2 separate regions of the Athene noctua genome follow, and region 2 is linked to region 1. A link is a contact called in public Hi-C data. All regions are on one chromosome and are shown on one strand. Each heading gives the region's core, a stretch centred on a gene start, on an enhancer-like site or on the middle of the called end of the contact. The rest is flanking DNA. Distances are from core to core; before and after follow the strand shown.

What was found. Hi-C and Micro-C count contacts between places; a contact is called where the count stands out from the background.
Region 2: a Hi-C map of heart shows a contact between it and region 1, with 5 times the contacts expected there. The contact joins the promoter of COL14A1 here to the promoter of MTBP in region 1. A contact is called at or near these places in 2 of 2 Hi-C or Micro-C datasets (heart and liver).

What each region holds. Positions count from the first base shown.
Region 1 is chr2:14,895,791-14,901,307 of bAthNoc1.hap1.1, reverse strand. MTBP (MDM2 binding protein) reads left to right here and starts at 1,637. Exons shown (of 22, transcript XM_074897585.1): 1 at 1,637-1,773; 2 at 2,240-2,320; 3 at 3,334-3,407; 4 at 3,518-3,663; 5 at 4,154-4,212; 6 at 5,105-5,249. The coding sequence starts at 1,692. MRPL13 (mitochondrial ribosomal protein L13) reads right to left here and starts at 1,598. Exons shown (of 7, transcript XM_074898500.1): 1 at 1,491-1,598; 2 at 639-762. The coding sequence starts at 1,517.
Region 2 is chr2:15,063,183-15,069,524 of bAthNoc1.hap1.1, reverse strand. COL14A1 (collagen type XIV alpha 1 chain) reads left to right here and starts at 4,312. Exons shown (of 48, transcript XM_074898499.1): 1 at 4,312-4,424.

The DNA of each region.
Region 1 (5,517 bases), core at 388-2,887:
AGCAGGACCAGTGTTTGAGTATCTCCAAGGATGTAGACTCCACAACCTCCTGGACAACCATTTCCAGTCACCCTCACAGTAAAACATATTTCCAGATGTTCAGAGGGAACCTCCTGTGTTTCAGTTTGTGCCCACTGCCTCATCAAGACAGGGCTTCTCTCTACCTTACTCAGAATGAAGAACCACTCCAAAGCTCCACAGTGTTGTGCAGCTACTGAAAGGTAGCATTCAGAAAACCTAATCAAGCAGCACATCAGTGTTCCGTTATGTGCACTGTGATTTAAATCTTTGCACCTAAAAATCAATACATCAAAACACATGTCAAGGTTTTAAAAAAATAAAACCACAATATACTGCAATTTAGCTACTTAAAATAAATTATGAATTCATAATGACCTTCATATGGACTGGTAAAGACAATGACATAAGGTTGTAGAGGAGTATGAAGGAATAAGATGAGAAGGAAAATGAAAATATTCATAATTTACAAACAACTGAAAAATGTAACATGTATCAGGCTTGATTTTAAAACTTAAATCAGAAGAAAAACGCTAGTGAGGCTTGATTTTAAAACTTAAATCAGAAGAAAAATGCTATTGAAGGAAAGCAAATTTGCTTTTATCTATTGCAATACTCACTTAGTGCATGATAAATAGGTTTATGCCTGCCTTCAAGTCTGATTACAGTCGCAGCTGCTATCTTCCCTGGTGGCTGCATCTTCGCATCGAGAAGGTACCAGGCTCTGGCAAAAGTTGCCCATTGCTAAAGAGAAAGAGAGGCAGTACTTAACATAGTAAAAAACCACACTACTATACATAAATCTAACTTCTCTAATGAGATCGATGCTTTTTTGACACTCCAAAATGCTAGATGAAATATTAAGAACGCCTCCTCCAAATAACCTTTAAATGGATGGAGAACGCTGCGATACAGCCAGTGCCGTATGTGCTTCCAACGTCTGTGGCTGCAACAACACTGAAAAGTTTAACAGCTCTGAGGGTTTTCTTTCAGAAGTGAAGATCTCTTGATGCAAGCTTCCATTACTGCCAACTTCCATTACTGCCAACAGCAAGCTTCCATTACTGCCCTGTAAACTCACGGCAGGCTGTTTAACACCCAGCATCTCTTTCCCTCTCAGTGAAGGGAAAACTCCCCCAAACGCACTTTTATGAACACGAACGGCCTGAGCCGCCCTCAGCGGGTAGCCCTGTCCCTCACAGGCACTCCCGCACCCTCCGACGGCTGCCGGTTCCCGCCAGCGGGCCCCTCAGGGCGCAGAGCGGCGCGCAGGCCGCCCCGCCGCCAGGGCAGGCCGCCCGCCGCCCCGGGCCTCCCCTGGGGGCCGACTGCCCCTTCGCCCCGGCGCCCGCCCGCTCCCTCACGGCCGCTCTCTGCGCCGGGGCGGCCGCCGGGGCGACGCCGCCGCAAGCCCTCGGAGGCAGCGGCCGCCCCGGCACAGCCCGGCCCGAGGGGCAGCGGGCCGCGCTCACCTGGGCCGCTTTGGTGTAACTGGCCATGGCCGCTCTCCCGCCGCGGCTGAGGGGAAGGGGAAGGGGAAGGGACGCGGAGCCTCCCGGCCGCCGCACCGGCGGGAAGCGGAAGCGCTGCCCTGCGAGGGGCGGTGCCAGGGCGGCAGCGCGGGCCGTTCGGAGCGGCGGCGGCCGCGGCTCCAGCTCGGTCCCCGCCCGGCCATGGACCGCTACGTCCTGTTCCTGAGCTGGGGGGAGCGCAGGGGCGAGGGTGCTGCGGCGGGCGGCCCCGGGAGCGGAGCAGGTACCGCCGCGGCCGGAGGCGCCCGGGGGGGCTGGAGGCCGCGCGGAGCCGCCTGCCGCCGGGCCCGCCCGACCTGCCCTCATGAGGGCTCTTATGGCCGCGGGTCTGGGGTCTGCGCTCGTCCGGGCTTTTCTAGATCCCTACCTCGTTAAATCCCTCGGGTTTTTTTTCAGGCTAAGAGTCTTTAATGACTTAAATCTTCAGAAACTTACAGGCTTTTCTGTTTTATCGCGACACTGCTATGTAACTCGGTAAAGCGTCCCTGAGATGTGCACTACTTCAATGAGAATTTACAAGATTTGTCCTTTTAAACTCCTGTAAATCTAAAGTTCACAGGTTGATTTTTTTTTTTTTTAAGTCTAAACACCTAATATTAAACTGAACTTTATGCTGTATTTGCAAGAAAGCAAGACTTCTGTAATTCAGTAGTTTTTAAGAAAAACTTTTTTCTTTTTTTTTTCCCCAGCTGGAACTGCTTCAGCTGTTTATCAGTACCTTAAAGAAAGCTGTAACTCATCCATAAATGCAGATGTGAACACGTTTCCAGGTAAATACAGTAATGTACGTACAGTAAGGTAAATTTTATCAAGGAATTGGCCTAGGTACATTTTATGATCTAGGTGAAACAAGTCAGAAACTTAAGGAAAGACAGTTTTGGTGGTGTGCATAAATCTGCAGATGTAACTATTGCTGCTACTGTTTCTGCGGAGAATTGATGTAATTTGAGCAGCTGAGATATTAGGAGATGATTAAATAGATTGGACACAAGAAATGGAAGTGATAAAAATGGTGTTAAAAGATTGACAAATTTCAATCCAGCGTAGCAAGGATGAGTAGGAAGGGGCTTGTTTCCCATGTCAGTGGGCAGTTTGATATTTTTATTATTCCTGTGTATCTTCTGATTTTTTCAATAGCAGCAATATTTGTCTTTCGGGTGTCAATTCAGAACCCTAACCATTAATATTTATATAACTTCATCATTTTAAAATGGGTTTCTGAATATCTGCTTTAGTTCTTTTAGGGTTGGGTGTTGAGGGGTTTTTTCTTAAAAAAATGCTTTCTTAGCCCTTTAATTGGTTTGGATATCTGGTGTTGAGCTATGCAGGCTTATCTTGTCACAGCTGTTGAAACGGCTATGAGCTGTTAAAATTCATGAAGATGGGAATGTTAAGCTGTTTTTGACACCTGTGCTTTTTATTGCATAGAAATGTTGAGAGAGCATCTCATTTTGTGAACTGCGTAAACCATATTTATGAAAGTTGTGATTTAGTCCAGGTATGATACAACTTCTGCAAATGGAGAGCAATATTGCCCAGAATGGAGAAGAGATCAAAGATTTTCTTAATAATTAAGTCAGAGGATCAGTAACAGATCCTTGCTAGACACTTACCTACACCTTAATACATTTAGAACTTAATTATGATGTCAAAGGAAAACAGAACTCAAGTCTTGTGGCACGTTAAATGACTCATGTAGAGTTTTTTTAACAGAGATGTTCATTATAATAGGAAGAATAGATTGTAGTGGATTATTTTAAATAATTGGTTTATCTCTTTGCAGCATGTTCAGTGGCTGGTATTACAGGTGTAAAGAAATGGTATTTTGCGAGTCATGTTATATGTGGTTATTATCAGGTAAGACTTTTTTTTCCGAATATAAATTCCTGTCTGTCTGTCTCTATTGCAAGTTAAAACTCTGATATTCAAAATTATTTTTGCTTAATTAATTCTTTTTGTTTGATTAGTTCTGCAGTTCTGACTGGGAGGAAATAAATTTTGACACACAGAAAAATGAAGACTCTCTCCAAACAAGTACTGACGAATGCCTGGGAGCCATACTAAATTTTGAGGAAGATGACAATAACAGCAGAGACTCACTGTCTATGACTGAGTATACATATTACTATTTTTATTGAAAGTACAGTGATCTGGCATTTTACAATAATAATCCAAGGGAATCAAGGAATTTTAACAAGTTATTACCAAAGCAACAGTTAACTATGAACAATCGCCTGCTACTACTACTAAAAATAATTCTGTTTAATTCAATAGTGCTTTCATTCTTTTAGCTACAGATGTTTTTTACAGAATAACTGAACAGTTTCCTAATAGCTGATAGTTATATACATATAAAAAGAAGTTTCTTGCTAATCCGTCTCGAATCCTAGTTACAGTTTTACTGCAGATTGTTTTGAAGTTGTTTAGCCTACTTCTGCCTCAGTAAAAGGGGAGATAAATATATCTCATTGCCTAGGTATGTTTGTACAGAATTTTAAAGATGTAAGATACTTACATGAGGCAGTATTTGTCAATTGTAACTTTTTGTTTCTAAATTACTTTGTTTATAATTTGTTTCCAACCATGTTGCTCTTCATTTTCAGTATCTTTGATGAAGCTGCAGAAAGTCTGCATCAGTTAGCTGATAAACTGCCTGCCCCAGGTAATCTCTCTTAAAAAAGCAATCTCATTTGAGTTTATATTGTTAGTTATTGCTCTAAAAAGTCAGCTGGTAAAATCATAGTCAAATGGAAAAATACAGAGGATGTGACTTTGTTAGTTGAAATAACTTGTATGCAGCCCTTGCAAGTAGTTTAAGGATCTTGAGCATGAATAGCATTGCAAATCAGCTTATAGAGTAGTTCACTGCTTGTTTGTTTGGAAGGCTGTATTTCAGTAGAGTTTAAGGTAGCTATATAATTAATTTTTCCATCTGAAATGGCACCAAAGTAGTAATAGACAGTAAGCAATATGAAACTCAACATGCAACCACAGGAAGTTTATGAAAGAATGGAAGGTGTTGACATGGGGTTTACATCTGATTTGCCAGCTGTTTGCTGGTGGATGGGAGCCAAGAAACTGTGAAGGAACATAGATCAAAATTATTGGATTAATATTTTGTGAACTGGAAACTCGTATCACCTTGCATGTTAGGGTTACATAATGTTGCAGTTACATAATGTTGATTTGGGATAGCAGAGGAACTGAATGCAGAAAGAATGAGAACTAGCGTGTTAAAAGGAGGAAAATGGCATAGCATAGTTGTGCTGGAGACAACTCTATCTGTCAGATACAGTGCTGAGTGAGAGAGGAGAAAAGTATAGGACAGCTATAACTGAACAGCAAGACACTTCGTGTTGATCTTAAGAGGAGCAGCGAGAGATGAGCTAAAGTGCATGAAAAGTGGTTTAAATCTTCCTGAAGTTACTTGAAGTTGATCTTTAAGTAAGCCCATTTTAGTGCAGTCAGTGATAATCAGTACTTTTCTATCTCTAAATGATGTAATCATTTACTGAATAATTGTACTTTGAGTCATATATTAACTATTTTTATAGGCAGAGCAATTGTTGATGTAATACTGCAGGCTGTTGAACAAGATGGACCTAAGTTAAAAGACTGCTTACCTGCTATCGGTGCCCTGAAGCACCTGAGAGAATGGCACTCTGCACAAATCACTATTGCAGCAAATGACTCTAAAGGGTATGCCGTTTATTTTAGGTCTATAAAGAAGGTTGCTCTTGTTTTGTGTTTGTCTGTCAGTGGTTTAAAATAAAAAGTGTCCTGAGTACTTTACATATATACTTTGAAAATACATGGATTTGTCTTCTATTATTGTTTGAGGGGAGGAATTATTCATGCTAATTTGTTGTAAATACATGCCCTAACCAGACAGACAGGCAAAAATCCAAGTTCCTGTTTCTGTGAGAGCAGAAGTTAAAATATTTTCTCATTCCATCACTAGTGGCTT
Region 2 (6,342 bases), core at 3,063-5,562, 170 kb before region 1:
AACTCTACTTGACATGGCCCTGGCCAGCCTGCTCTAGCTGACCCTCCTTGAACAGGCTGGGGTTGGACTAGATGTCCTCCAGAGATACCTTCCAGTGATTCTGTGATCCTGTGTAATGCTCATGGGTCCAGAACATTGCTCAGCAGTGGACCAGGAAACTCTTCCTTCTCCTTGCAGCATGAGGGAGAATGAGCACACCAGTCTTCCCTGTTCGGCGAGGTAAGATGGGCTCCTACCACGTGAGCAGATATCAGAGAGGGCAACATCACTTCTCTGGTGGACAGCCTTTTCACTGCAGCTGTGAGGAGGCTGTGGGTGCAGGAATTAGCAACTGGGGTTCTGGTTTCTCAGCAGGCTGAAATCAGCCTCCTTGCTGCTCATGAACTATAAGGTGTGGCTGAACTCACTAAATGAATCTGGACAAGGTACACCTGTGAGAGGCTGAGAAGAGGGAGCTTAGCTCCTGGCTGTGTCTCCAGGCTCATACAGCTATGTCTGTTCCTCAGCACTGGCCAGAAAAGGGCTCAGCAACTAGCTCAGATGTCAAAAGTGTAAACACAGGATAGATGAACCTCACCTCAGAAATCTAAAGGGATCTGATTCTACTGCAGAATAAAAAAACTTACTTTATGAAACATTTAACTTGTCATTCTTCCCATTACCTTCTGGAACCCTCATACTGAGAGATGAACAGAAAAATACATGACTAAGAAATAGCTGTGTTCTTCCATCTCCCTATGCTCTCTTTGCCCAGTTTTGCTCCCTTTCCTGCATGTTTGGAGGAGCAGGACCGACCCTAAACATGAACAGTTACACTTCAATGGCCATGGCATCAATATGGCTTCCTATGTATCCCTTTCACTTACCTCATTATGTGTAATAATCTTCAGATGAATAAACCCAGCAGCTCACTAAAGTGCTGACAGCACTGAAATCTTCAAGGAAATGAAAACGACTCACCAGACATGCCAAATTATAACAAAGCAAAGCTGGACTACTCTGACAGTTCCTGCCTAAAACCAGAGCTCTAAAAAGCCGCATTTGTGGGGTTGATATCAGAGAAATAGCTGTAGCATAAAGAAAGTCACTAGAAAAAAACATTTCACATAAAATAGCTATCCTTCTCAGAAGTAATTTCAAAGCATATTCATATCACAAAATAACTGTGAAATTGTCTTAACTAATGAAGACAAGAAACTTTAAAAAGTAGGCATGGCTAATATGTCAGAGATGGTGTATCACAATTACATTTTTCATTAAAATACTTTTTCTCTATTTTTAATTTGGGAAGAATACAGTCCTTAGTCCTTCTCTGATCTCTCAGCACATGACTTCATAAATCACTTAATTATTGCAAGTGTTGACAGACTGATCTTGGCAAACCACTTTTCAAACAGCATTGTATGTACCATTATATTTAATAATAATTACAAAATGTAAAGCAAAAGTCAGTTATGCTTTACCTCAAGTATTACCTCTGTCTTTGTGTTCTTTAGTTCTTTTAATAGAAAAAAAAAATCTACAAAATGTTATTAGGCCTATGGACTAGTCCAAGTCATGCAAATGGATGTTCCATAGTCAAAATCTTTGAATGTGACTGGAGTTTTTGGGTGCTGGGGGAGAGAGGTCATTCAAAATGTACATCTCTTTGTAGGACATATTAGTTTAGGAGATAAAAACACTAGTCACCTTTAAAAAAATTGCTGTAATGGAATAATACAAGACCTGATTAGTTTTAAATTTTTTGCAATTTAAAAATATCCCCCCAACTTGATATTCTCACTTCCCAAGTCTCGTAAAAAATGGCATAGCAACTAACATTGCATTCATTAGTATATCAAAAAAGTCAGAGAAAAATTTTAAGTATATTCTAAAAAGCAGAAGATATTAAAAAAAGGTGAGGATTGATAATTACAGTGTAATTCTTCTCCACAGCCACCAAAAACATCCGTTACTTTGGTTTCTGTTCGGTTCCCACAAATGCTGCTTTCGGCAATCTATACTTGGTTTAGTCGTACCATTAGATATTCAGCCCAGCTCACTTTGAGCTCACCAGCCTGCACTAATTCTGGTTTTGTGTTGGGTTAATGGAATTATTTCCAGCTGTATTTTCAATATCATTCCGATGTAATCCTATTTATAGAAGTTTTGTGGAATCTGTATTAGCCAAGCAAAGGATGGTCCACATCTTGTTGGTGTGAATGCTTTTAAAAAGTGGTGGCTGTAAATCATCGTTGTTCTTTTGAAATCACTGAGGCTTGGTCAATTCAAAATTGTGGAAGGTAAATTCATGTGGCCAATTCACATTCAGCAAATTTATTCTCAAAAATATGGGATTTTTTTTTGATGGAAGGAAACCTTGGTAAATCATTTGTACATTAATATTGTTTATACTGTGATCTTACTGTATTTCCAGATGTTCAAATTATACAGACTCTTTCAAGGAAGCTTCACCTTTTAACTTTTACCTTGAACTTTTGAACAACATGAGCTCTTCCTTGTAATTATGCAAGATCATCTACGGTGCTTTTCAGAGAAAGCTGGGTAAAACTTAAAGGCAACGTGTGATTCACTCAAAAAAGTGGACCAATAGTGTAAAAAAATAGCATTGTAAATCAGGAAAATAAATTGATATTGATAAACTCAGCCAAATTACCTTTGAAAACACACACTTTACATGAACTTAAAATATTATTTTAATTTCTGATGTAAAAAATTAAAATTGATTAAAATTTAAATTATAAAGTCATTTGAAGGCTCCAGAGTTTCAGAATCTATTTACTGGTCAGTGGGATCCTCAAGAACTTTTTTCTCCGAGTCCCAGTACTCTGACTAGATGCAGCCACAGGATGGTGCTCGTGGACTTTGCATACATTACAAATCCGTGAAAAAAATAAATTTAAAAAAAAGAAAGAGAGAAAAAGGGAGCCAGACTCTCCCTTTGGCAGGCTGTTCCTTGTCCTGCCCTGAAACACATGAACCAGCAAGCAGTCATGGATTACGCTGATTTATGTCTCTACATTGCCGAGTCTTCAAGAGCAAATAGACCTATGCATCAGCTTCCTTGCTTTCAGGATATTATTGTTTAGCTAAATACATAAATTAGGGACTGAAAAGGTACAAAATGTATCACATTTAGCATCAATGAACTGCACATCTTATTGCTTCAGAGGAATTATTATCTTGCAAACTACTTTCTTCTTGCTTCATACAAGTGTTGGCCATTGCACACATCTGCTGGTGCAGTAGAATAACACAAAAGGATGTCCCAGACTCCTAGGTCTGGAAGATGTTTTTTAGATCTAGGAACGCTTTTTAACCTTTGCTATAGAAAACAACTGGACTTAGTTTCTTTAAAGCTCAAACACTTCTGTAGTTTTAGTGGAAAGCTATCTGCACTGTGAATTTGAACAAGAGTTTGCAGGACTGGGAATCCTCCTCAACAACATAAGGTCCTACTTTACAGAGTTAGTCAAAGTCATCTCTCTGAGACTTACTGCCTTCCCTTCCCTAGAAGGGAGCCCTACTTATATTAAGAAAGGGATGCATGTCTCTGTTTCACCTATGTATGTTGTTTCTTAACAGCAAGTCCTCCAGTGATTTAATTTGTAATTTTATACAGATGACCAAGCACGTTGTAATGAATATTTTCATTCACGTCCTAAATTCTCGGACTCACAAGCTTCGTGAGTAGTAGTCTTAACTGTAAATCCAGTAGGGAATACCATAGGGTAACTCATATTTCTATGTGAATCTAGATTCTGCAATTTTACGCCCCCATCGCAGTGTCTATGCATACGGCAAAAATGTACATCTGTACGATGCTTTTAATCAAGGTTTATACTAAGCCAGACAAGTGCTGGAACACTTTAATATAAATATTTCCCCGATGAATCATTAATCCACACATCGCAATACCCGGCACTGGGGGATACTTGCATTCCAAGCCGTGCTGCGGAATAGGCACCTTCTCAATCATTTCAAACGAAGTGAATGAGGAACTTCGGAGAGAGGAAAATGAGTTAAAAAGCAGCAAAATCAGAAGCAAGAGGACACGGAGAAGCACAGCACCTACACCATGTAACGCTGCCCGAAATCCCCCCCTCCCCTGCCCGGAGCCCCCAGCCCTGCCTCCCCGCGCACCTGGCCGCGCCCCCGCCGCGGAGGTCGGGCTCGGGGGCGGGGGGTTGGATCTCCGACATCGCTCATGCCTCTTTTTTCTCCCCCCTTCTTTCCACCTTCGGCTCTATAATTGCCCGCCTCCCGTCGTTACCCTTTCGCCTTATCAGATGCGCCGCAGCGAGGGGAAGAGCGGCCAGAGGGGAGGGAAGCGGCTGTCCCGCAGCCGCCTCAACACCCGCAGCCCCGCGTGAAAACGAGCGGCCGCAGCCCCGCCGGCGGCTGCCCCGCCGATGCCCGCACAGGTCGGTGTGAGCGCCGCTGCGTGTCCCTCCGGGCTGGGGGCAGGGGCAGGACCGGGCCGCTTCCACCCACCTGCCCGGCCACCCCCGCGGCGGCCGGAGCGGAGCCCCGGGGGAGGGAGGAGATGGGGGCGCGGGAAGTGGTGAGCCTGGGGCGGGGCGGGGGAGCCCTTAGGAACTCCTGGAAAAATCTTACTTTTGAGAAGAAGCGTAATTAAAAATAACCAGTCGCACTTTAAAACGGAGGGTTTGGCTGCTGCTCGCGTTCCCCCGCGGTGCATCCTCGCTCCCTCCCGCCCGTCCCGCGGCGCACCAAGGCTGTTCGCCTCGCCGCGGCCCCCCACGCCCGGCGCCGGGAGGGTGTTGGAGCAGCGGGGGACTGCCCGGGCAGGCGGGCCTCCCCCGCTGCGGCGGGTCTCCGCTCCCTGCCGGCGGGCAGCCCCGGGGGTCTCACGGGGCTCGTCCCTCGCCTCAGCTCGGCGGAGGCAACGAGCTCGCCGCGGTCCCTTTCTTAACCTCGGGGGGCTGGGGGGCGGGGTGTCGCTTTCCGACCGGAGGCCCGTGGGCGCAGGTGGTGCGGAGCGCCCCGAAGTGGAGGCGGGGGGCGCGGGCCCCTCAGGGCGGCCTGGAGCCGTGTCGCGGGGGCTGTGCAGAGGCGGACGGAGCGCGCCCGGAGGGTCGCGGCCGCGCCGGCGGGTCTGCGAGAGCCGGCCCCGCGTCCCCGCCTCGCCGCCGGCCCCCTCTGCCGCCTTCCCGCCCTTCCCGTGTGGGGGCGGCGGCCATGGCGGCGGGCCCGGTCGCTCCCTCGAGGCCGCGGCGGTGCCGGGGCAGGTCGTGCTCGTCCTTTCGCCCGGCGGGACGCCGACCCGAGAAACGTGGCCGTTCCCAGGCAGCGGGTGGACGCAGGGTCACGGCGCTTCATAACGAGCCACCGAGAGGGCAGAAATAACCCCCGGGGCCCCACGCGGGAGGGCAGCGCCAGCTGCCTGCCTTGGGGAAGGGGGCCGGCGCTGTGCCGCGGCGGCGCGGAGCGCCGAGCTGCGTGTCGCCTGTCCCGGGCGGGGAGGTGGCCGAGGCGGGTGGTTCCCTCGGGAGAAGGTGCCCTGCTGCCAGGCCCGTGCAGGCGTCGCGAGCGGGGCTCACCGCCCGGGCAGGGCTCTTGCCTTGGAGGCTTTGGTCTCTGCTGCCGGGGCTGTTCTCTTAGATAATTGTTTTACCAAATAGTTAATAAAAGGCGACACATAAAAAAAGCAGGAGGAATAGGGTATTTCTTTTTATTCTCAGACGATGTCAGCCACAAGGTGGCTGCGGACTGGTGCTTGCCTTCCCTAGTTAAGTGAACCTTGAAGCGTGGAGGTGAACTTGTGCCTAGTTTAGCCAGCACCAGTTGTCTGTATCCCAAATCTTCTTCTCTGCGCAGTGGCATTTCTATAAAAGCAGCAGTAGAGAGTGTTTGTACACAGGGCTACCTGTCGGTATTTATAGCTCTTAATTGGCAGGAGAGTTTATATCAAATCTAGCAGATGGGGAATTGAGCCACCACTGTGAGGGAGTGTTTTAATGTTTGAATTACTACACGGAAAGAAATCTGCACATCGTCAGCGGTGATTGCACTGAAGAGTGAGTTTGTATGCTGTTCTTTGAAGAGTCTATGTTTACTTGCTCACAGGTTGTATTCCTGAGTGAGAGGAGAAGCATCAGTACCCAATGTGAGATACACAAGAGGTGGATTTCAGACTGTTTAAGACTTACCTCTCTTCACTCTTCCTATTGCCTGTCACTAGGCAACTGCCTGCTGACTGTGCTGACTCGTCTGGATCTAGTCCTTGGGTGTCTGATTCTTTTGTGTTCAAGTATCTAGCAGGAAAGCCTGGGCACATTCCTTGGGTTTCTGAATTCCACCTGGAGGATGTGTCCCAAG